Regions from separate parts of the Rattus norvegicus genome. Here region 2 is linked to region 1. A link is a contact called in public Hi-C data. All regions are on one chromosome and are shown on one strand. The core of a region is the stretch at or near the end of the contact, and the rest is flanking DNA. Distances in the headings are between cores, read along the strand shown.

Evidence for each region. Hi-C and Micro-C count contacts between places; a contact is called where the count stands out from the background.
Region 2: a Hi-C map of frontal cortex shows a contact between it and region 1, with 2.3 times the contacts expected there. The contact joins two enhancer-like sites. A contact is called at or near these places in 3 of 12 Hi-C or Micro-C datasets (Schwann cells, frontal cortex and mammary epithelial cells).

What each region holds. Positions count from the first base shown.
Region 1 is chr11:68,921,792-68,928,438 of GRCr8, reverse strand. It overlaps Cd200 (Cd200 molecule), which reads right to left. Exons shown (of 6, transcript NM_031518.3): 2 at 3,541-3,622. It overlaps Cd200l1 (CD200 molecule like 1), which reads right to left. Exons shown (of 6, transcript XM_039088891.2): 6 at 4,796-6,647. Among named protein-coding and RNA genes, the nearest start is that of Cd200, 8.8 kb to the right of the region's middle. Within about 2 kb of position 3,483, at least 41 of the 93 cell types and tissues checked have an H3K27ac peak or open chromatin away from gene starts, as enhancers often do. A contact at or near this core is called in Schwann cells, where this site is marked.
Region 2 is chr11:68,990,599-68,997,245 of GRCr8, reverse strand. No RefSeq gene overlaps it. Among named protein-coding and RNA genes, the nearest start is that of Cd200, 78 kb to the right of the region's middle. Within about 2 kb of position 3,500, at least 27 of the 93 cell types and tissues checked have an H3K27ac peak or open chromatin away from gene starts, as enhancers often do. A contact at or near this core is called in Schwann cells, where this site is marked.

The sequences.
Region 1 (6,647 bases), core at 2,234-4,733:
ACACACACACAGACACACACACACACAGACACACACAGAGACACACACACAGACACACACACAGACACACACACAGAGACACACACACACACAGACACACACACAGACACACACACAGACACACACACAGACACACACACAGACACACACACAGACACACACACACAGACACACACACAGACACACACACACAGACACACACACAGACACACACACAGACACACACACAGAGACACACACACAGACACACACAGACACACACACAGACACACACAGAGACACACACAGACACACACACAGACACACACACACAGACACACACACACAGACACACACACAGACACACACACACACTCCTCGTAATCAATAGATGTGTGCTGAAACTCAAATATAGAAAAGAATAAAAAAAAAGGCAAAGAAGAAAACAACATTTATGTACGTGCTTAAGTGCTAGCAGAGAAATATGTATATGTCCGTTTGACTTTGAAGAGCAGAGGCAGAGGACAATAACAAGACCATGCTCAGTAACCAGAAAGTGTGAAGAATCTCTGTGAGCTGGAGAGGAAGTAGAGTGACTGAGTGTGAAAACTGCCCGATGGAACAGGTCCATTAAGTGAGTTCATGCTTAGTGATATGTGAGCCAACAGTAAAGAACTGTTCACCAGGGTGAACAGCTTAAGCAAAAGTGATGGAGGTGCTACACACACACACACACACACACACACACACACTCACATACACACACTCACATACACACACTCACATACACACACACTCACACACTCACACACATACACACACTCACACTCACACACACTCACACACACATACACACACTCACACACACACTCAAACACACTCACATACACCACACTCACACTCACACACACTCACATACACACACACTCACATACACATACACTCACACACACTCACATACACACACTCACACACTCACATACACACACTCACATACACACACAGTCACACACACAGTCACACACACACACTCACATACACACACTCACACACACACTCACACACACACTCACACAGACTGACACACACACATACACACACACACACACACCCATGTGCGTGCACAATATCACAGAGGGCTCTGGAAAATGAGAGTGATAAACAGGATGATGTTCTGGGAGACTTGATCTAGCCAGCATGATCAAAAGAGTTTGACAACCAACTGTCATTCTACTCTATTTTTATTAGATATTATTGCAAGGACTTCATCTCTGCAGTATGGGCCACTTATACTCTGACAGGTGACTTAATGTATTAGCATCTGTGTAATAGGAAATAACCAATAGCAAAGGACCAACCCTTTGAGAAAAGGGACACAAAGAAAGTGATAAATGCTATATCCAAGAACTAACAACAAATGAATCTGGGCGTCATACATCAAGAAGCACTTTGGAATGAAGATGGGTGAGTAAAAAAAAAAGACATATTTAAATGGAAGAATTAGAGATCTGGAAAACAGGAAATACAAAATCTCAACACATGTTCACCTTAGTAGAATGGCTGCCACAGAATGAAGAATTTGTAGGCCAGAAGGGCCAGGTTTTGGCATTCCCCAAGAATGTAATACACAGGGGTGTGTATAGGCAAAGAATTAAAGAAAAACCCAAGAAATATGCTTACACATTCTAACACCAGTCCAGCAGCATTTTTCACATGGAAAAACAAAAGGATAAGGACCAGGGAGCAGTCCAATGTGAGACAACATATTAACCATGAAACCTCATGTACCTGGCAACCTCGCCCTGAGACACACAAAGCAAACACTGCTGAACTACAATAGCAATTTATAAATCCACAGTGATAATATGAGAGTTTTCTGTATGTCTCTCAGAACCAATTCCATAATTTTAAACCATTAAGGCAAAAATTTAAATACGATAATATAGAACATTTAAAAATATGCTTATAGGTGTTTTTATATTTAATTTGAATACACTAGATTTACACAGCCATTATATGTTTATATATATACATATATACGAATATGTATTACTCAGATATGTACACCACTGAGTCATAAAATGTATAATGTTTTCAAAAAATAAAATAGTTCCCCAAACTGAACTTGAAATTGGTCTTAAAAATTTACTCTTTCTGAACACTCTTCACAATACAATAAGACCAAAAATTCCCCAAGTTCCCTTCTATACTCTAATTATAGCTGAACTCATAACAAGATTCATAAATTACCAGAACCAAATGGTCACCAGAACATAATACACTCAGTGTCTATAAAGCTTGGTGATGCATTTCTCTGATGGAAAGATTCAACGTAACTACGTTCACTGGGAACCAGAGACTGAACATGAATGGATGCCTACGTCCAAATCTCCCCGTCCACACACCAAACAATAGCCAGGAACTAAACCATAAAATGATGGACAACATATAGATGAACTAAAATGTGTTCATTAAGGGTAACCAAGCAGACAAAATACTAACAAGTGGAAGCAGGAAATAAAGTCTGCACAAACTTTCCCCGGAGTATCAGAGACTAAAGAGGGCATAGCAGCCAGTCTACCTCGGACCACCATTTAATGGTCATTTAGTGACGGAACTCCTTGAAGGCAAGGACAAGTATAGAAAGCAGGATCTCGCTGATGATGTTAGGGTTTCCTGAGAACCTTTGACAGCTTGCAGAATGTGTTTGAAAAAAAATGTTGCTTTTAGAGTGTACAATGGAAAGGCGATTGAAACTAGTATTGGGCATGTGGTAAGCTATGCTTGACTGGAGAGGATATCCCACAGTGGGAAAGTTACCAATTCTTGTTTGGTGCTTGTTTGGAATCCTTTTCAATTCTGCTAGTTGGTCAGTAAATCCTGTCATGGACATAGTGTGTGAGGGCTCTGGGTGGGGGCAAAGCCTGCCAGTCCTTCATCGTCAGCATCCTTCTCAGAGACTAATGATGACATCACACCACAGTGATTAGAAAAGAACCAACAGAAAGGGAGCAGCAAGCTCCTTCAAAATGACAAGAAAAAATAGAAAATTCAGACATGGTGAAATGGGCAGAATTGCTATACAGGAGACAATGTAAACTTATGTACCTCTGAGTGACAGTGTTTTTTGTTTTTTTGTTGTTTTTTTTTTTTTCTACCTTTTACTTTTTTGTAAGAAGCAGATGAACTCTGTTTTAAGGATGGCCTTCCAAGTATTCCCAGGTCTTTAAAATTAAGTCCAGGGAATTATTTTTCAAATATATCCCCCTCCCCCAGTTCTCTGGGGGGGGGCAAAAATCTGGCATTTTATTTTACTAGGGAGGGGATGTTTTTTCTTAAATCTAGTTTATCTACGGGAATCGCTTCAGAGTGCCAAATTGTTCTGCTACTCTGAAACCAAAAGCATGGAAATCCGGGAAGAACCGCTCCCACTGTTCCAAGGCTGATAGCATGCCCAAGTAGTTCATGCAGATGAATGGACTAGCCTAATAGGCATAGGAGTGGCCGAGCTTCGCCCCAGAGGCTCTCCCGATGAAGAGGTGAAGAACTGAGGGTCTTTACCTTGAGCTGTGCTCAGCGCTACTGCTGCTATGGCCCAGAGCAGGCTGTAGGTGGACAGATGGCAGAAAGGTCTCCTGAATACCTGAAGACAGAAAGCAAATGACAGAAAGAGAGGTTGCGTTTGGACAGAGCCGGGGAGAAGTCCTTATGATACCCATGCTAGGAAATGCAGGAGTCAAGCGTTTACCCGCCAGAGTTTTGTGGAAACAGAAGCCAAGGCTATACATAGAAGAAATCACAGAGTGCTCGGGATGTGAGGAGGGGAAAGCTACTGTGTGGTTCTTTCATAGCCCTGGCCATGTGAGCCTTGCTTTTAAAGCCACCATTGTCTTGTGGAGAGCAAAGTCTTGGATACGTAGGCTCCCTGAGTCAAACTGCCTTACGTTAATAGAGAAAAATACAGAAAGTATAAATGTCAGACAGCTTACCCTTCTAAATAATCAGCTACTGTTAATATCAAGGACAAAGCTCAAAAGGAAAACATTTCTCAGAAATGTTACTGCCCTGAGCTTCGCTGAGGCCGGTTCTTGAAAATGCAGTTTCAAAAAAAAAAAAAAAATTGAAGCCAGCACTAATATTAACTTTGTTTATTCCTTCAGTGCTTTACTTTTCTTTAACTGGTCAGGAACTGGTCAGAGGTGCCCTGATAGATGTCCTGGTACTATTTAAGAAAATATTATTCTGGGCATTGCCTTGCAATAAACTGAGGAGACAGAGTGTTCTGATCAGCTACCCTTTATGCTTGCCTCAGAACTGTTTCACTGGGCCTAAAGTGTACTTTCTCAGATGTATATGTTTGTAGCTAACTTTGTGTGGGGGTGTGGGGGTGTGTGTGTGGTGTGGGGGGTTGTGTGTCTGTGTGTGTCTGTTTGTCTGTGTGTGTGTCTGTGTGTGTCTCTGTGTATGTGTGTCTGTGTGTGTAACTCTCTTTCTCTCTGTGTGTGTGTCTCTGTATCTGTGTGTGTGTGTGTGTGTGTGTGTGTGTGTGTGTGTGTGTGTGCATCTACGCATGCATGTGATGTGCATGGGAGTCAAGAACTATGCTTTATGTGTGAAGGTCAGGGTGTGTCAGGAACCAGGCTGATGGAATTCGGTTCTCTCCTTTCACCTTCATGTGAGTTTCAGGGACTGAACTTGGGTCACCAGACTTGTGCAGCAGGGGCCTCAAGACACTGAGCCATCTCAGTAGCCATAATTCTATATTTTTTTTATACTACTGCTAACTTTCTCTGTAATTTTCATGAACTGAATTTCATTTTTATTTCACCTTGCCATTCCAACTGGGGCTAGAAACTTCCTTTCAGTCAAAGTAGTACCTTCTGTCCATTCAGCTTCCAAGCACCCCAACACTCTATGAAGCTCCCCAGTTCTGGCATTACATCTGCAATCCAGGAAGGTATGGAGGCTTACGGCACACCAAGGCACAGCATGGGGCTGCTCTGGTCTTTTATTACAACCATTTTTCTACCTTGTGTTTGCTAAGATAGCTGTGTTTCTCTCAGTCACTAAGACCATGCTTCATATAATTATTACTTCACAGGCCAACTGCAGCTCTCTTGTAAACTACTCCAGGTTCTCCTTGAACTGAGCAAAGGAAATTCATTATCTAAGTGCCTGTGGCAGTCTGCTATAGTTCATTCTGTCTTCTTTGGGACTCAAGACCTATATACAGGTTCTATGTTTGATTCTCAGTTGCAAGGGGGTAGGATACAATATTCCTTCTTTTATACAAGTTGGTGCCTGGCTTTGGCTGTAGACACCAGTCAGCCTTTTCCTTCTCTTGGACTGGAATACCCTTATCTCCCTAGGGTCAGAAAAGCTGGTTCTTCCACCACTCTGGAGCTTGTCAACAATTCTTTCTGGAATGAACTTTTCCCTCCTCTTTCAGCGTGTGGGGTTTTAAAGCTTGAGTATCTAGGCTAATATTATCACAAAACTTTGTTTTCGGAAACTTCTCTGACTTTCAGTGATAATGTTCTTCACCTAGGGTAGTAGATACATGACTATCTGGTCTGAAAGACCAGGGGACAAGAATAAATGACGGGAATAGATACATACATGATAAATGTATCAAAACATTTATTTCAACTTTAGTTTGCTTTTGGTGACTAAGCTACTAATAGTCACAAGACTAACATATATTGAACACATAATGTACCTGGCGCTGTCATTAACACTTGAGATCAACTACTTCACCCAACACTTCAGGAAGCTACGAAGAAGGTGCTGTTCATATCAACGCTTGCACAATGTAGAATGTGAAGGAGAGATTTTAAGTAGCTTTCTTCAGGTAGCATAGACAGGAAGTAGTAGAGACAAGACTCAAACCCAAGCACTGGCTCCAAACTTCATACAATCATAACCACACCGACAAACTGTCTGACCCTGTGCATAAAACACTGTTGGATTTTTATTGGTTATTTTATTTATTTACCTTTCAAACGTTATCCTCGTTTCTGGTTTCCTCTCTACAAACCCTTTACCTCATCCCCCCTCACCCCTGCTTTTATGAGGGTGCTCCCCCACCCACCCACTCACTCCCACCTCACCACCCTAGCATTCCCCTGTGCTGGGGTATCGAGACTTCACAAGACCAAGGGTCTCCCCTCCCACTGATGCTAGATAAGTCCATCCTCTGCTACATAGACAGCTGGAACCATGGATCCCTCCATGTGTATTCTTTGGTTGGTGGTTTAGTCCCTGGGAGCTCTGGGGAGTCTGGTTGATTGATATTGTTCTTCTAATGGGGCTGCAAATCCCTTCAGCTCCTCCAGTCCTTCCCTTAACTCCTCCACTGGGATCCCTTTGATCAGTCTAGTGGTTGTCTTCGAGCATCCGCCTCTGTATTGGTCAAGCACTGGCAAAGCCTCCTAGGGGACAACTATAGCACTGTTGGTTTTTAAAATTAGTTACGAATGTAAAAATATTTTTTGTACCTTTCTATCTCAAAAAAATGTGATCGTGAGGATTATCAAGCTTTTGCTGATTTGTCAGGATCGCATTTAATAAGTTTCTAGGCCCGAGCAATCTGACAGGCATTATGAAATTGGCTAAAAGTTCCCACCAGATGCTCCATGAAGTCCTAGAGGCCCATCCCCTGGAGCTCA
Region 2 (6,647 bases), core at 2,251-4,750, 69 kb before region 1:
TGAAACTTTACCTGTGCTGTCAACTTTCGAAAAAAGTATCCCCGTTTACTGTGTTGAGTTGGCACTGTACAGAAATTAACAGCCATATTGGTCTAGAAATGTTGAACTTAAGTTTTTTCCATTTGTACAGGGGTAACACACTGTATTAAATATGTAAGGTCTTATATATGTGGGTTTGATTACAAAAACTAATAAAGTATTCTCTAAATTAAAAAAAAACAATGCCTTTATGAAATTCATAGGCAAATGGTTGGAACTGGAAAATATCATCCTGAGTGAGGTAACCCAATCACAGAAAAACACACATGGTATGCACTCATTGATAAGTATATATTAGCCCAAATGCTTGAATTACCCTAGATGCCTAGAACACATGAAACTCAAGACAGATGATCAAAATGTGAATGCTTCACTCCTTCTTTAAAAGGGGGAACAAGAATACCCCTGGCAGGGAATAGAGAGGCAAAGATTAAAACAGAGACAGAAGGAACACCCATTCAGAGCCTGCCCCACATGTGGCCCATACATATACAGCCATCCAATTAGACAAGATGGATGAAGCAAAGAAGTGCAGGCAGACAGGAACTGCATGTAGATCTCTCCTGAGAGACACAGCCAGAATACAGCAAATACAGAGGCGAATGCCAGCAGCAAACCACTGAACTGAGAACAGGACCCCCCATTGAAGGAATCAGAGAAAGAACTGGAAGAGCTTGAAGGGGCTTGAGACCCCATATGAACAGCAATGCCAACCAACCAGAGCTTCCAGGGACTAAGCCACTACCTAAAGACTATACATGGACTGACCCTGGGCTCCGACCTCATAGGTAGCAATGAATATCCTAGTAAGAGCACCAGTGGAAGGGGAAGCCCTGGGTCCTGCTAAGACTGAACCCCCAGTGAACGTGATTGTTGGGGGGAAGGCGGCAATGGGGGGAGGATGGGGAGGGGAACACCCATAAGGAAGGGGAGGGGGTGAGGTTTGGGGGATGTTGGCCTGGAAACCAGGAAAGGGAATAACACTCGAAATGTAAATAAGAAATACTCAAGTTAATAAAAAAAAAGGAAGTTCCTTAAAAAAAAAAAGAAGTCTGGCAAATGGGATCTAAAGGAAGACCCTTTACTTAGCAATGTCTCTCAGTCAAATGACCTCAATGGACAAGAATTAGCATCACATCAATTACCAAAGGTAAAGTATTTAAAGGGCCCATATCCATTTATACAGATTAGGCAACCTAGTGTGAATTTGAAACCTAGAGATAATAAATGAACAACTGGTTTAGGGGTGGGGATGAGGTGGGAGGGAGTACGGAATTCTTAAGCAAAAGAAACCATGCATAGAAAGCTCTTAGATAAGAAAGAAGGCTGGTGTAACCTGGTGAGCCTCATCCAAGTTTGCAGAAAATGAAGGATGCTCAAAGAATGGCTCAAACAGGCTTATGTGAGGAATGGAATTCGTTGGTGTTCATAGTCTAATAACAATATGAGATTCAAACAACGTATACCATAGCTCAAATATTAACCACAGGGAAGAAATGTGTTGTCTTCCTCCACTCTCCTTTCTACATTTTAGTTTTAGGCTACCTTCAAGGTAATAAATATGGTTTCAATTTTCCAAATAGTGGAGGCTAAGAATTTCCAGCAGTTCAGTGTTCCTTATTCACATCCAAGAAAAGATCAGACAGAAAAACCAAGAGCAGAATGTTACTTCCTCCTAAGATAATATTATTTCCCATGATCCTGTAATGTTCTTAAGGGGGATCTCATTCCTGGAACCAAAGGAATGGTGTGTGATGACAGTTGTCTCAAGCCTGTCACCAGTGGCTACTGCTTTAGAGTAGGAAGGTATTGAAGTCAATCATCCTACTCAAAAAACGAGTGAATGGAGGCTGTGTTATGTATTGGGACGGGAAAGACATGAGCATCTGAATGGTCAGTGACCTGATCACCAAACATCCATCACTGTGTGTGAGAATTCTCACAGTGTAGTTCCTGTATGTATCTTCATAACAGCTTATATGTAGATAATCAGAAGGGGAAAACACAGGAGGAAAGAGGCAACTAAGAAGCTGTTAAAATTATTCAAGAGAGAAAGTTGACCACAGAAAGGAAGATGTGTGGGTGATTCAAGTTTCAAAACTTAGCAAGTTGGTTATGGGGGCTCAGCTTTCACTGCCAGGAGCCAGAAGAAAGGGCTCCAGAGGGATGGCCCTTCCTTTCACTGACTTTCTGTACAGAAGTACAGATATGAAGGGCTATCATCACCTGAGGATGTTTGCAGACATGTGGGATGAGCATGTTATTTCTTAAAAGTCATATCAACATTTATGAATTGCTTCAGAATCTCTAAACACTGATTGGAACCCATAAACTTAAAAAGTCAGCAGATAATCTAAAACCCTGAATCATATGTATACCTATATTTAATATGCCTTATTCTAATATGATTGTCCCATTGGTTGCTTCTTTCAGTATCAATCTTTTTGGTTCCAGAGCATCTTGTGTGCTTTGTGTCTGATGTAGATGATCTCTTTAGGCATAGATATCATCATCTATGGATAGCTCCCAGAGTTCTCCTATGCCCTGGTCCATATCACAAGCATGTTGACATGTCTTCCTTCCAACTTTGTCCTGTCTGTAGTGGACAGAATCTTCCACTTCAGGTGGATTCATTACTCAGTCTTTTTTCTTTAGTGGGGAAAATACAAGGAGGGAAAAAGGAAGAAGGGGGTTGGAAGTCACTAACAGTGAAGCAACTGAGCCTCCCAGGTGAGGCTGGCAGGAAGAGAAAAGGACAAGAGGAAGAGAACAGGGGATTTGCCTGCTAATTTTGTCCAGTACTGAAATCAACAATGTTCACTTCTTAAACCCTCCTGTACAGCAGAGGATCTTGTCTACTTTCAGGTCACAAAATTATAAAATGCCAATTTTCGTGGCATTTGAATCTGATGTTAATGGACCTACTTTCAGTACTTGAACAAAAATGTGCTTTGAAAAACTTTTTAAAAAGCATTGAGGGTCAATATGAGAGTTAAATTTAACGAGAAGTTATCTTGAATTTCTATGAATAACCTTATTATATAACTAGTTTTCCCATAAGCCTTTGTAACACTTTCCTCTACAAAAACAACTCAGTGAATTAATTGAAGGAAATTCATGGGCATAATGACAGCATGCAAATTACATAATACCTCTTTGATACAAAAAGAAGGCTTTCTGTGCAGATCAAAAGGCCGAATTGAAAAAAAAATGGCTAAAAACGGAGACAGTAGACATTACAGAAAGCAGGAAACAGGACGAGACAGACTGAGAGAGAAGAAGAGGTCTTGCATTAACCATGTGTTTTCTAGATGTTTGTGAAATCTGGAGCTAGCCCCTGGCATAAGAATGCACTGTACCCAATGTCTGTTTGTGGGTTTTGTCTAGTTCTTAGAACAGCATTAGTCAGGATAGTGATGTCCTCAAGCATTTGAAAAATGAATTCAACATGCCAGAAGTTACAGTAACAGTAAATCAGCCAGGGTCATCATGACCCGGAATAGTAATGAAGGCAAAGTCTGGCTTCTAGGAGTATAACTCTTGAATCAGAACGAGTGGTTATTCATGGTTAATCACGTCGGCCGATCTCAGCGGCTACACTGGCATCATTATAACATGGGACAGCACCTGTGCTTATGAAACTACCAGAAAGCCAAGAATAACAGCACAGGGTGTCCAAAGGCCCAACAGGGAATTTGACTCTGTTATATGCTGCCTACCTTCCCAGGGTTTTCTCTAGAACATTGAAGCAGCATTTATGCCCTTATCCAGTCTCTCATGATACCCTTAAGATCTACTGTCAGATCAAGAAGGAGCCACCCCACCCTTTATGACAACTATAGTGTCCTCTAAGTTTCTGCATAGCCCAGCCTGAAATGTCTTCCTGCACAGTCTTGGATGGTAACAACAATAGCCAAACCTTTGGAAACAGTGGAAATCTGATTAGGAACTTTCCTCCTCGTTTAAAAATAGAATGCTTTATTCCCAAGAAAATCAAACAATAGTTTGCGGAATTCAATTCCCTCATAAATTTGAGTGTTACTAATAAAGGAATTCTTAAGGACAACTCTATTGTGCATCACAAAGATAGAAAGCTGCTGCCTAGGACATGTTGTTCCAAAGTTTATTCTTCTTTAGGGCTTTTTAAATGTGGCTGTGTCCACCAGTCACCTAGAGTACTTGGTGAACTATAGGCCACATAGCTGATATGTATTGAAATCCCCAGTAAAACCTGAGATTCTGAATTCCTAACCCCCAGAGAATGCCAGTCTCGTTGTTGCTGTGGAATGGAGAGTGTGCAGTTGGGTGAAGCTTCTCTCAGTTTCCTTTATCTTCAAGCAAAGCTTGACTACTTCACCGTTACTGACTCTGTCAAATGTAGAGGTCTGCAATGAGCACTGTGTTAATGTCCTATGTCCTAAGGGCTGATTGGTCACAGTACAGAATTATCATGTGGGCAGGAAGCCAAATAGGGACTCGTGGGATGACTTGTGCAGCCCTTGGAGGGAGCTCTGTACAAGGTCATTTTTCAGACAAGGCCAACCATCTGTGTTCAGGGACACTCTCCAGGCAGCCAGGCAGAGAAAGGGAAGCCCCATTGAGAAGGCAAGTCCTCCATTTAGCACCAAGCTCAGAAAGCCATCCAGACATGGGGGACTGTGACCTTAATAGCAGGGTTCTTCAATAGTCATATTCTGATTTTTGTTATTACAAGGACATACCTGAAATGGGGGTAATTTTTAAAGATTAAGCTTTTTGTATCCCACAGTGCTCAAAGTTGGGATCATAAGACCATATCCTTAATTCACATGGGGAAACCAAAATGAAAATGCCCACGCTTTATCAGAGTTCAGTGTAGCAATCACTAATTCAGTCCCATGAGCATTAACCCAACTGCAGGCAAAAGGAACCAACCTGTTTTTAACATTTCTTCATTAAAAAAAATTACTTTGTAGATTTTGGTGTTTTACCTGTGTTCATGCAGTATCCTCAGATGCAAGAAGAGGAGACAGAAGTCCCTGGAACTAGAGTTATAGACAACTGTGACCTGCCACAGGGGTTCCTGGCCTCAAACATGGGTTCTCTAGAAGAACAAGATCTCAAAAACTTAAGTTTTGAAACCAGTGAGTAATAAATGCGCAAAGAGTGAGCACTCATGGGGAAGCACATAATGAAGGATTTCTTTGTTCTGGCCCCAAGATCAGTCAGGGTTTTCAGTATTATTCAGTCAAAAAGTCAAGATGTTTTTCTACACAAGAAAAGGAAAATGTAGGTTAAGATACTTCAAAGCATTCAGCTCCATACACTTTAGTTGCTGCACTGAGGAATGGGTCAACAGAACTAGAATCTCACCTTGCTATGGGCTAGACTGAAAGTCAATCTAACGTCTCTCTGAACCTCAGTTTCTTTATAGTAAACAAGGATAGATGAAATAATAGACCATGTTCATCCTTAATGGGAGATGTCAGTTATATAAGAGAGATTGATTACCTTTCTAGGTCTGGCATAATTTCAGAAGTAACATTTCTGAGGGTTCTTATGAAATGAGGAAGCGAGTCTCAGCAGAGACTTCTAGTTACTGGTTTTTTCAGTCTGACCAATTTTGTTTATTTATTTTGCTTGTTTATTTATTTTAGATGGGGTCTTGGGTTGTAGCCTAGGCTATGCATTAGTTTCTACCCTTGAGCCTTGGTTTGCATACCCAGAAGCCCTTGAGTGAAATGGTGGCCAGGTTCCTCTAAGAAAGGATCGTGATAAAATATTTAAATGTTTTACCAGTAACCTTTCTCCAGTCCTTCCCCAGAGGGAAATATAGCCTTTTACAAGAGTAACTGTGTACCAGGGGAAAGAAAACAATCAGACTTTCCTGGGTCTATTGGATGCTAGTCCTGAATTAACACCTTTCCGTGGAGATCCCAAGAAACTTGGTGGCCCTCCAGCTAAACAGGAGCTTTTGGAAGTCAGGTGATTAGTAGAGGTTTGGCTCATGTCCTACACATAGTAGGGCCAGTGTGTCCTCAAATTCACCCTGTGGTTATTTACCCAATCTCAGAATGTGTAATTGGAATAGATATACTTAGATGTTGGCAGAATTCTCACATTGGTTTCCTGACTGTGGAGTGAGGGTTACTATGGTTGGAAAGGCTAAATGGAAGCCTTATGAGTTGCCTGTGTCAAGGAAAACAGTGAATCCAAACCACTATTGCATCCTTTTAGGAGTGCTAGAAATTAGTGCCACCATCAGGGAATTGAAAGATTCCCACCACAGGTCTCCTTAACTCTCCTATTTAGACAGCACAGAAGACATATGGATTGTGGAGAATGACAGTTAACTATCAATAACTTAATCGGGTAGTGACTCTGATGGCAACTGCTAGAGCAGATAAGTTGCCCTTACCTGAGGAGATAAACACCTCCTTGCTCAAGGATGTGCTTCATAGTTTCCTGTCCACTTGACACAAGCTAAAATCATCAGAGAGGAAGAGCCTCAAGGAAGAAAATGCCTCCATAACATTGAGCTGCAGGCAAGCCTGTAGGCCATTTTATTAATTAGTGATCGGTCGGGGAGATCTTGGGTTTTATAAGAAAGCAGGCTGAGCAAAGCCAGG